Linked DNA regions of Mus musculus: region 1 is linked to region 2. A link is a contact called in public Hi-C data. All regions are on one chromosome and are shown on one strand. Each heading gives the region's core, a stretch centred on a gene start, on an enhancer-like site or on the middle of the called end of the contact. The rest is flanking DNA. Distances are from core to core; before and after follow the strand shown. Region 1 overlaps Gm567 (predicted gene 567). Region 2 holds the start of Bank1 (B cell scaffold protein with ankyrin repeats 1).

Evidence for each region. A called contact is a pair of places that touch in the nucleus more often than the background predicts.
Region 1: a Hi-C map of B cells shows a contact between it and region 2, with 8 read pairs. The contact joins the enhancer-like site here to the promoter of Bank1 in region 2. A contact is called at or near these places in 2 of 39 promoter capture datasets (embryonic stem cells and liver), 1 of 484 Hi-C or Micro-C datasets (B cells) and 2 of 9 other capture datasets (liver and macrophages).

What each region holds. Positions count from the first base shown.
Region 1 is chr3:137,291,382-137,297,003 of GRCm38.p6, reverse strand. All of the region lies in intron 1 of Gm567 (predicted gene 567), which reads right to left. Among named protein-coding and RNA genes, the nearest start is that of Gm567, 4.6 kb to the right of the region's middle. Within about 2 kb of position 3,628, at least 73 of the 459 cell types and tissues checked have an H3K27ac peak or open chromatin away from gene starts, as enhancers often do. A contact at or near this core is called in B cells, where this site is marked.
Region 2 is chr3:136,323,335-136,328,945 of GRCm38.p6, reverse strand. Bank1 (B cell scaffold protein with ankyrin repeats 1) reads left to right here and starts at 2,880. Exons shown (of 17, transcript NM_001033350.3): 1 at 2,880-3,076. The coding sequence starts at 3,007.

The DNA.
Region 1 (5,622 bases), core at 2,379-4,878, 970 kb before region 2:
GTTTGCTGAGCTGTAGGGGTAGGATCTCTACCACAGTGAAGGAAGGCACCCCTCTTACAGACATCCTAAAGATGAGCCCAACAGCTGAGCCTGGAGCGTCCAATCCAAAAATGATTGAGATGCTCGTAGGCTTTAAGATGTAAAGGAATATGTACTCTTGGTTTTGACTTCACTCTGGACCTGTCTCTTGTTCTCCTTTCTCCCTTTTGGGAAAGAAATGTTCTCTAATGCATGTTTTGCCTATTGTATTTTGTAACTACATTGATCACATAGCTGAGGATGAATCTGTCTCAGAATGAATCATATCTCAACCTCATCCACTGTATTTGATTAGATGATATTCAGACTTTATGTTTTGAGTTGGTGGTAGAATGAATTGAGAGACTCAATGAGAGTTATTAGGTTGGACCAACTACATTTTGCATGGGACACAGGCATGAGTCAGGGCAGTAGGGTGGTTCTGAATGGTTCTGGCCTCCCATAATTCATTGAATCTCATCTCCACTGTCAAAGTTATTTGGCAGTGAAGTCTGTGATGGGTGAGTAGACATGAAGTTTCTGAAATTGGATTAACATCCTGACAGAAAAGGCACCGAAGAGCTCACATGCCCTTCTGACACATGCAGGTATAGACAGTACAAGTCTCCGAACCTGTATGTGCTGGACCTCTGACCTCAGACTTCTAGTATCTAGACGTATGAGAGACACATTTTGTTATGCATAATCCACCCATCTTATGATATCTGTTAGAATAGCTATGAACTACTAAGAATAGGTACAAAATAAGTGACTATGACCAAGGATCCACAGCACAGCATGGTGCAGAATCCTTCAAGATTCACTTGAGTAAATTTGCCAGAAATGCTCCCTCAGTACAGCGTGAGTCTCCTTTCCCTCCTAGAACATTGTAAACTTCCCCAGTTCCCAGGACACTAGAGAAGGGATAATTTATAACACTGAAGACTTATTACCATTGTGGTAAATTCATTTCTGCCCACAGAGACAGCATCGCCTCAGGCTGTGTGTCTGTCTGTCTGGGGCTGTGCCTCATCTAGACTTGCTGATCCTTATGATAACTGTGCCCTGTAGTCTTTGACAGTCTGCACCTGTAGGAGCCTGGAGACTCGACCCTTGTAGAGCACGCTATGTTCCAGCTTCTTACCATTTTACTTCTGACACTTAAAACTGGTGACAGCCATTTTCCATGGTTTGGAAGAGAATGTCACTTCCTTTAATCCTTGTGTAGTGAAAGTACCCCCTTCACAAAATGAGACTAAGTGATGCTATTTAGTTGTATTTATTTTTCTACAGGTAGTAGATGATATGGAATAAAACATTTCCTCTAACTCCCTTTCCTACCTGTGAAAACTCCTTAATGTTATCCTAAATGGCTCTACAGAAATATGTTTTTTGTAAATATAAACAAGTTCACAAAGTGTATGTATATGCTTTAATGTAAGCTCTCCCAGAGCTTCTGTGATGTTCTGGAATAGTTCATACACTATGTTTATTCCTAGTGTGTCTAGAACTTCTAGAATTGTCTGGTGAAGTCGCTGAAGAACAATCCCTGGGAACTGGGAAGGGAGGAAGCCCCTTGTCACCTTCATTTGGTGATTTCTGGCTTCACTCAGGCTCTCCACATTCCTTTTGTTAGTAGTCACCTGACATGGTTTTCATCTTTTGTTTGAGAATAGCATTTTTCTTTGTAATCCAAAGGAGAATGATCGTAAGCCATCACAGGAGTTTAGCCTAATTGTCTTCTTTGATAGGAGCATTGTTTTCTATCTTGTTAATATTAAATTGCTTTAGAACTTTGCAAGTTCTTTGCTTTATGTATCTTTGTGATTTTTAAATATGCCCTGTCTTTACTTTTTTTTTTTGGCGGGGGGGGGGGGTTCGAGACAGGGTTTCTCTGTATAGCCCTGGCTGTCCTGGAACTCACTTTGTAGACCAGGCTGATCTCGAAATCAGAAATCCTCCTGCCTCTGCCTCCCGAGTGCTGGGATTAAAGGCATGCACCACCACACCCGGCTCTGCCTTTACTTTTTATTTGTGGAAAAGAGGTCAGTACATTTGCTCCTCTAACTTTGGCCAACTATATACCTCACTAAGGACTATAATATTTATACTTGGATTGAACTCATAGTCTTGACCTTTGCCCCAATCTTTTTCAGCAGTTAAATAGATTTTAGACCACAATTTTCCCCTGTGAATTTTTTTTTTTAGTTATTCTTTTCCTAAATGTTTATTTTTGGTTTTAATCAAGTATATGTATTTGAATCTATGCATGGATATGTAGACGTGTGTGCAGGTCCCTATGGAGGCCCAAAGGGGGCTTCAGAGTCCTTGGGGCTGGAGTTACAGGTGGTTGTGAGCTTCCTGGCATGGGTGCCAGGGACTGAGATGAGCCATCTCTCTAGTTTCTCTGCCCATGTCTTGATTTGTTACACTTCTGTTGTCTTGTTTACCAGCAAGGTTTTTTAGAACAGTTGAAAGTAATTTCCTTCAAATCTTGGTATTTAAATCAAAACTTAGAATTCTTTTAAACTACATGTTGAAATTTTCTTGATTTCAGGGAACTCTTTAAATATATATATTACTTTCAAGTGTATACATATACACACACACACACACACACACACACACACACACAGACACACACATATATATATAGTATGTCTTATCGTCTTATTTCAATATATTCTTCTATGAGATCCTGGTATGTTATCTAGGGCATTCTTACTTATCTTGCGTATCTGTGAAGATATAGTGGAATATTCTTGGCTTTTTAATAATGTAATCTCTGTGAAAAAGAGAAGATAAGAGAATTTTGGTCAAGAGATGTAAATAAATCTTCGTTGAGTATTAGTAGCCAGATTGCAGTCAGACACCAACCAGTGTGTGATTTAACCAACACCCTTCCTCAGGTTCTAAATGTTAAACTGAGCCAGGGAATAGACGTGCTCAAGGGCAGTGTAGGTTTCATTCCTGTTGAAGCATGAAGCAGAGACTTGGCTCAAAGCACCAAGTGTCAGCCTGACCGAAGGGAAACTTGAGCCCCTTTAGATGATGATTCTCTGTACACAAAGAAATATTTCGTCTACAGGCTATGAACTATAAATTAAAAACAAACTTTAATTAAATATTTATTTATCTCCTATAAAATACAATGACAAAAGTGAATATGTGACCATTACTTTCAAGTCAATTTCTGGATTTCTGGAGTAATATTTACAAGGGCTCGGGTTATGAAATGATAATTCTCTATAGATATATGGCATTGCCAATGAGAAAGAGTGAACTTCACTGTCTCCAAAGGAACAGAAACAAGACCTTTCAGCTTTCATGTATCTGACTTATTCCAGGTAGGTATAGGCATGAAGTCAAAGAATAAAACCATGTTGTCAAACAAATACCTTGCATTACTGGCTTAGACCAAGCCTGGGGCTAAGTGAGAGCAGCCAGTGCAGCTCTGTGCCAGATATCCACTTTAGGTTGTTTTGAGTGACGTTTGATTTTCAGTTCTTACTCAGAGGAGCATGGCCCATGGCAATTTGTAACTCACAGGCATGAGAGCATGGAAGTCCAGGTTCTGCATGACAGAACTAAAAAGGAATCCACAGGAAGCGAGTGGGGTCTGTGAAGTGTGCCAAGAGGGCCGGCAACTTAAAATTCTTCAGCTGCGCTGTGCATTACACATCGGCCGGCCCTTCTATGGCTATCACACAGTTTCCCTTTTCTGGGGTTTCCTCTTTTCACTCTCTGCCAGAGAGAGGAGATAACAAAGCATTTCCCCTTGCACATACTGAAATCAATTTTGCCAGTAAGTACGGATCCTAAAATGAAACTGTCTTGACCCTCTCATAAAAGGAGGCATTTTCAATTGCCTGCTGATAGCTGTGAAGTATATATCATTTTTCATACTCTTAGCCTTAGTAATCTGTCAGGTGTCTGGACATTTCATTACCAGCAATGTTTTACCATCTATCCATCTCTGCTCTTCTAGGTGCCTATTTTTAACACAGAGACAATAGATATCAGCCAGTCAATAAAGGATTATCCTGATATACGATGTTTAAGAACAGGTATCCTGGTATCAGATAATGTGGTACATCTGGGTTGTGTTCGAAATTCCCTCTGAGCATTAGAATTTGGTGTCATACATGATGAGGCAGAATTCTTTTCTTTTAAAATAGTATCTACATAACTAGATCATATGATATGTTTAACGATATCAGTATTAAAAACTATGAAAAATGCTATGAAGAAAGAGGGCTTGATAAGGGGACAGAATGACAGGGTTGTACTTTGGGTACAGTTGTTAGACAAGCTGTTCTGGGAAGATTTTGTTTGGACAAGGGCTTAAATGAACTGGGGAAACAAATCATAAAAGCACTGGGAGGGAGGGTTACAGGCAGAGGAAAGAGCAACTGTAAGGATGCAAAAGAAGAAGAAGAAGAAGAAGAAGAAGAAGAAGAAGAAGAAGAAGAAGAAGAAGAAGAAGAAGAAGAAGAGGAAGGAGGAGGAGGAGGAGGAGGAGGAGGAGGAGAAGGAGGAGAAGGAGGAGAAGGAGGAGAAGAAGGAGAAGGAGAAGAAGGAGAAGAAGGAGAAGAAGGAGAAGAAGGAGAAGAAGGAGAAGAAGGAGAAGAAGGAGAAGAAGGAGAAGAAGGAGAAGGAGAAGGAGAAGAAGATGATGAAGAAGAAGGAGAGAGAGAGAAAGAGAAAGAAAGAAAGGGAAGGGAAAAAAGAGAGAGAGCATGAGAAATAACATAATTTCATGGATAGAGAAGATAGAGTGTAAACAATATTCCTGTCTCTCTTAGAAACCATTTGCCATCTAATTCAGCCAACATCCCAGTAAGATGAAGATCCTCTATGATGCAAGGCAGCAGTCCTCCAAGTATGGTCTTGGTACCAGTGTTAATAGCAGTTTTGGAACCTTATAAATAGTACTCATTATTGGACTCCACGCCAGACTCTTGCAGGATATTTGCTCATACCTTGATCCATAAGACTGTGTTATTTACTGAAAAAAGAACAAACACTAAAACCAAACCAACCAACCAACCAACCAACCAAATAAACAAAAATACCAAAACCAAACTGTTTTTAGTTGTGGTGTGGCTCAGCCCTTAGTATACACACCTTTAATCCTACACACCTTTAATCCCAAACAATGAAGGTAAAGTTAGTTAGTCGAAGGAAGTACCCATGTCTGAAAGTGATGTCTAATTGAGTGGCAGATCAAGTAGCAAATCAGAGAAAGATTTGATAGGATACACCCAACACTCACAAGAAGAGAGAGGAAAGGGAAGCTATTTAAGGGGCAGTGCAGAGAGAGAAGGCAGTTTTATTGCAACAGTTATAGAAAGACAGGTTGCAGAGGGAGAACAAGCTAGACATAGATGAAGACAGAATGAGCCAAAGAATGAGAAGGAACCAAGAGACTGGAATATTGCCACAGTTGGTGTGAGTCTAAGCAGAGCAATTCAGAGGCAGAAAAAGAGACACCAGATTGAATCAGTTAGCTTGGAGAGGAGTTTGAGTCAGAACAGCTCAGTTGTACCAACCTGCCAAAGATCAGAAGGAACAAGAAAGGGGAAACCTATTCAGCAGCAAGTC
Region 2 (5,611 bases), core at 1,631-4,130:
CTACAATATGTCTTTGTAAATGTGTTGGCAAAGTTAGATAGAATACAGGTGAGACTTTGTGTGTGTGTCCCCTCAACAAAACAGTGCCAAAACTAGGAGGAATTGTAGGTTTTCTAGGACTAAATCTCTGCAAAGAAGTGGATAAAAACAAACAAACAAACAAAAAAAAAAAAACAAAAGCAGGTTTAAAATACACTCACTGGTCCTCCCTAGCTACAGTTTCTTATCTCTGAGATCACTAGCACAATATAGAAAATATCAAAAGGAAAATGTATTATTATAGTCCTTCTATGTAATTGCTAGTTGGTATTTTTTATAATTTATGAGCCAAATTTATGTAAGTGGGTATATGTAAAACATATAGTAGATATACGATGTGGTATTCTCTATGGTTTTAATAGAGGTTTTATAATTTATTTTCATGGATTAGAAGGGGCTACTATAATATATAATTATATGATATATATTTGTATATGATGTCTATGCAATCTTCAAAAATGGCCTTCAGTGATCTTCTGAGAAAAGACTAAATACCACCTTCGCCCTTTAAGAGTTTTAAAACCCAAATTCCTCATTTGTTTAATGGGGTGAAAGCACCTCTGTTTTGAAGTCAACTGCCACTAACATTGTTGAACTTTCATACAGTGATCAGCATATGTTTTTTTTTAAATGATGATGTCACCATCAACAACAAAAGCCAGAGCCAGCAGCAGCAGCAGCCCTAGAAATAAGACTTTAATTAAAATAGATAGCTCTGCATTGCGTTACACATGCATAAATGCATAACTTTGAAGACACAGGCATTTAACTGTGTGGAAAAAATAGAGCCTTCAGTTGGTCTAAGTTGCAGTTAGAAATCCCTTCAGTAGCACAGGTACCAGTGAAGATAATCTTCCCAGTGAGCTCACTTGGATGGAGCACAGGGAGGAGCTAGAGAAAGCACCCAAGGAGCTGAAGGGATCTGCAACCCTATAGGTGGAACAACATTATGAACTAACCAGTATCCCGGAGCTCGTGACTCTAGCTGCATATGTAGCAGAAGATGGCCTAGTCGGCCATCACTGCAAAGAGAGGCCCATTGGTCTTGCAAACTTTATATGCCTCAGTACAGGGGAACGCCAGGGCCAAGAAGTGGGAGTGGGTGGGTAGGGGAGTGGGTGGGGGGAGGGTATGGGGGACTTTTGGTATAGCATTGGAAATGTAAATGAAGAAAATACCTAATAAAAAGAAAATCTACATAAATACATTTATGGATTATGACAGAAAAAAAAAGAAGTTTGTGGTGATTCTCTTATGAGATTCCCACACCCAGGCTTACATATATCATTTGCCTCTCCATGCCCTCCTTCCAATGCCGTTGCTTACCTAGCAAACACAGAAGTGGATGCTCACAATCAGCTATTGGATGGAGCACAGGGCCCCCAATGGAGGAGCTAGAGAATGTACCCAAGGAGCTAAAGGGATCTGCAACCCTATAGGAGGAACAACATTATGAACTAACCAGTACTCCTGAGCTCTTGACTCTAGCTGCATATGTAGCAGAAGATGGCCTAGTCGGCCATCACTGGAAAGAGAGGCCCATTGGACTTGCAAACTTTATATGCCCCAGTACAGGGGAATGCCAGGGCCAAAAAATGGGAGTGGGTGGGTAGGGAAGTGGGGGGGGGGACGGTGTGGGGGACTTTTGGGATAGCATTGGAAATGTAAATGAGGAAAATACCTAATTTAAAAAAAAATATATATATATATATATAAATACACTAAATTTCCTTTTAATACACCACACCCTTTCTTTCTCCCCTATGAAGACTTAATCTTTCCTAAGTATTGCATTTCTGAAAACATTGACCGGAGTGACACCCATGTCCCTGTAAACTCTGCTGACATTTCTGGGTAAGCTGTCCTTCATAAGCAGCCGCTCACACGTCAGGGTATCATTTCATATACTGGCTTTATTGTTCCAAATTTGGAAGAGTTACTCAAGATGATCAAATAAGAAGTACCATGTAGAAGATAAATGTATATCTAATGCTTTTCAAAGCTTCCTCACATTTTGCTTTATGAATTTTATCTAGCATGTGTGGAAAGTTAATGACTTTCTGTGACACTTGATAGTTACAGTATTCCAAAAACACTTAGAGTAGAACTTTCTGGTTCTTTTCGAAGAAGGAAAAGTGGTCCATGGCAACTGTGTGTTACTTGCACACTTTTTTTTATTGAATATTTTCTTTATTTACATTTCAAATGTTATCCCTTTTTCCAGTCCTCCTCCCCCAACACACACACTTTGAATTTGATTGTCAAACGATCTCCAACTTTGGTTAGGTTGTAGTCTAGTGATTTTTGATATTTGCTCATTGTTAGGCTCTGGGATAACTCTTTGGGTATTTCTTATTCTTTCAAACAAGCAAGAACACAGCCATAATTCATGTTTGAGGAGAAGGGTATAGGGTATGTGTATGTCTCTGACCTGGCCCATTTCAAAATTAGAGCAGATCTAGGAAAAACTTCTCATGTGGGAATGAAAATCACTCTATAACACACAGACTTAGCCTGGAGCCTGGGTAAGATGAAATACTAAAATTTCATACCTTTATATCTCTGTCACGGTATCTCTATCTATGCCTCTGTCAAGTAGTTCCTTTTATAAAAGTCTACTTTCTGTCTTGCAGAAGGAAGGGTTAGCATAGCAGAGAAATACAGAACAGAATAAGAAAAGCTATAAGCTCTAGGTCACCTGAGCTTAAAGATAGCCTGGGAGAAAGGGAACCTAAGACAGCTCTCTCAAACTAAGTAAAAGCAAGCCTGAGCAATTTCACTTCCCCCAGCAAGGCCTAACCCTAGCCTTGCGGCCTGAGCCCCTGGGCTGCATTTCCGGCAACCTCGGGCCACAATCCCCAGAGTAGGAAGCAAGCTGCAGGGCCACAGACCATCGGAACTAAAGGTCTGCAGGGGAAGTTGCAGGCAGGGCTGGCCACTGCAGCTCCCAGGCTCCAACCTCCCGCAATGCTTCCTGTGGCTTCTGGCACTAGGGGTAGCACCCAGGATCTGTTCCAGGTTGGCCTAGCACCTCCAGGTGGGTGGTCTCATGTTTGTCAGGGCTTTGGGTGGAGGGTACATGATGACCCTGGAGTCCTTCTGAGACTAAGGGCCACCAGTAGACAGTTTGCCCTGGGAGCTACCAAGACCTGGGTGTCTTTAAACCTGGGGGTGGGGTGGGGGCTTCTCTACTTTTGAAAATCACTTTGCACCCAGCTTTAATGCTAGATCTCATCTGAAATGTATATACATGGAGCAAAATGCCTCGTTTGAAGCATCCTTGCCCATTCCCCTGCCCCGGATCAGTCTGTATAAAACCAACTCCCTGGAACCATGAGCTCCTAAATGAGAAAAAGGAACGGAGTCAACTTGGTTGACTATGTCAGATAGTTTACATTTTCAAATGACTGCTGAGGTGCTTGGTTTGAGTTCCTTTTGGTTTTATTTTTAAATGCATGTGAAGTTCCAGAATAAGCATTAAAAACTTAGCTTTGGTAAAGAGATTTCACCAGAATATTAACATGATTATAGGAGGTGTTCCTGGTGAGTTATACAGCAAGAAATTGTAGCCTGAAATTATTTTAATTTACTAATCAGAATTAAAATTCTCATAACATTTTTATTTTTATTGTATTTTATTAACTTTATTTTAGGTAGGATCTTTTGGCTTTAGTTGTTTTTAGGGTCTGATACACTTATTTTATTAGATATTTTCTTTATTTACATTTCCAATTCTATCCCGAAAGTTCCCTATACCCTCCCCCTGCCCTGCTCCCCTACCCACCCACTCCCATTTCTTGGCTCTGGCATTCCCCTGTACTGAGGCATATAAAGTTTGCAATACTAATGGGCCTCTCTTCCCAATGATGACCGACTAGGCCATCTTCTGCTACATATGCAGCTAGAGACATGAGCTCCGGGGTGTACTGGTTAGTACATATTGTTGTTCCACCTATAGGGTTGCAGACCCCTTTCAGCTCCTTTGGTGCATTCTCTAGTTTCTCCATTGGGGGCCCTGTGTTCCATCCTATAGATGACTGTGAGCATCCACTTCTGTATTTGCCATGCACTGGCATAGCCTCATACGAGACAGCTATATCAGGGTCCGTTCAGCAAAATCTTGCTGGCATACGCAATAGTGTCTGAGATACACTTTTAATAAATGTGAACGGTTGTTTTTTTTCCATTAAAATGGGGAATGTATCTATAACAATGGAAGATGGCCTGAGACCCTCTGGTACCAGTGATGTGGGAAAACTGTACCATTTTAAATTCCGGACCATGGCTTTTGTCACCACTGCATAGCTCAGGATCTGTGGCAAAGTAGCCTTTGCAAGCAAACAGGCAGAAACAACTCATCTTTTGGACCTTGAACAAGAGACCTCTTTTGTAATTTCTATTTAACAGCTGAGTTTAATAGAACATGTTGGAATATGCCTTTTGTGTCAATGAACCTTGTGTTAGTGTCTAGAGACAGTGGTTATTTTGAGCAACATGGGTAAGATGAGGAAACATTCATGTCTTGCTGAGTATTCTTGCTCCTCCGTGTCCTCTCTTTGGTCCTTCTCAATACAGTAATTAGCACTTGCTTCAGCTTCTTTCTTATGGACTGGAAAGTCATCCCCCTCCCCCACAAGATTTAACCCAAGCCCAATTCATTAATGCAAGTTGTCTTTTAAGTCAACAGATTCTCTTCTTATTAGTTAAATTTGTTATTCTACAGTTTTGTAAGTGTATGCAACACTTAGGGCCCAGTTTCATCCTCTGCCTCTCCCTGAACCCATCTTTTTCATGTCCCCCCCACCCCAAATCTCACTCTTGTGTTCATGTCTGCTTCTTTCATTTTGTGAACCTCAGAGATTAATCAGGTCCCATGTAACCATGAGTTTGAAGCTATCCTTGGTGGCTGGTCACTCAGTAGTAGGTAGCCAATTCAAGATGGTGACTCCCGTCTCTCAGGAAGAGGAAGGGCTCACAGGGCGTCCTAGTCTCTTGACTCTGTTTATGAAGTGGAGATTACGTGAGACATTTTTCTCAGCACAGGGTTGACTTTAGCTTAATGTGCTACATGGATGAGGGGGCTCAGTTAGGTCAACTGCATCCCTTCTGAGAAGAGAAAACTGCTGCATAGGAGCTACTTCCCACACAAGCGGTATCAGAAGGTCAGTAGCTCCGCAGCCACTATGTGTCTCCTCACTAGAGCTGTGTATCAAGCAGTATGAAGTAGTAAGCATGCTTTGACACCCATGAAGGCATTACTAGTAATGAACACATCCACACATCCTGCCATTGGAGTTAAAGTCACCATTATGTATCTGTTACCCCTTCAGTGGCAGATGGCAAATTTTAATAACCAGGGCTAGGGCAACAGTCTAATCAGTAGACAAAATGTGCAGTGAATAGGAATTGGGTTAAGAATATGTCTTTTGATTTATATTTAACTAGATATGGTTGAAAAATGTCAAAAGGGGATCTTGCCTCTGTTTCATCCTAAAACAAATGTTTCTTCTTATTATTATTTTTTAACTGCTAATGCCAGGTATGGTGGTGCAGTCTGAGTTTAAGGCCAGAC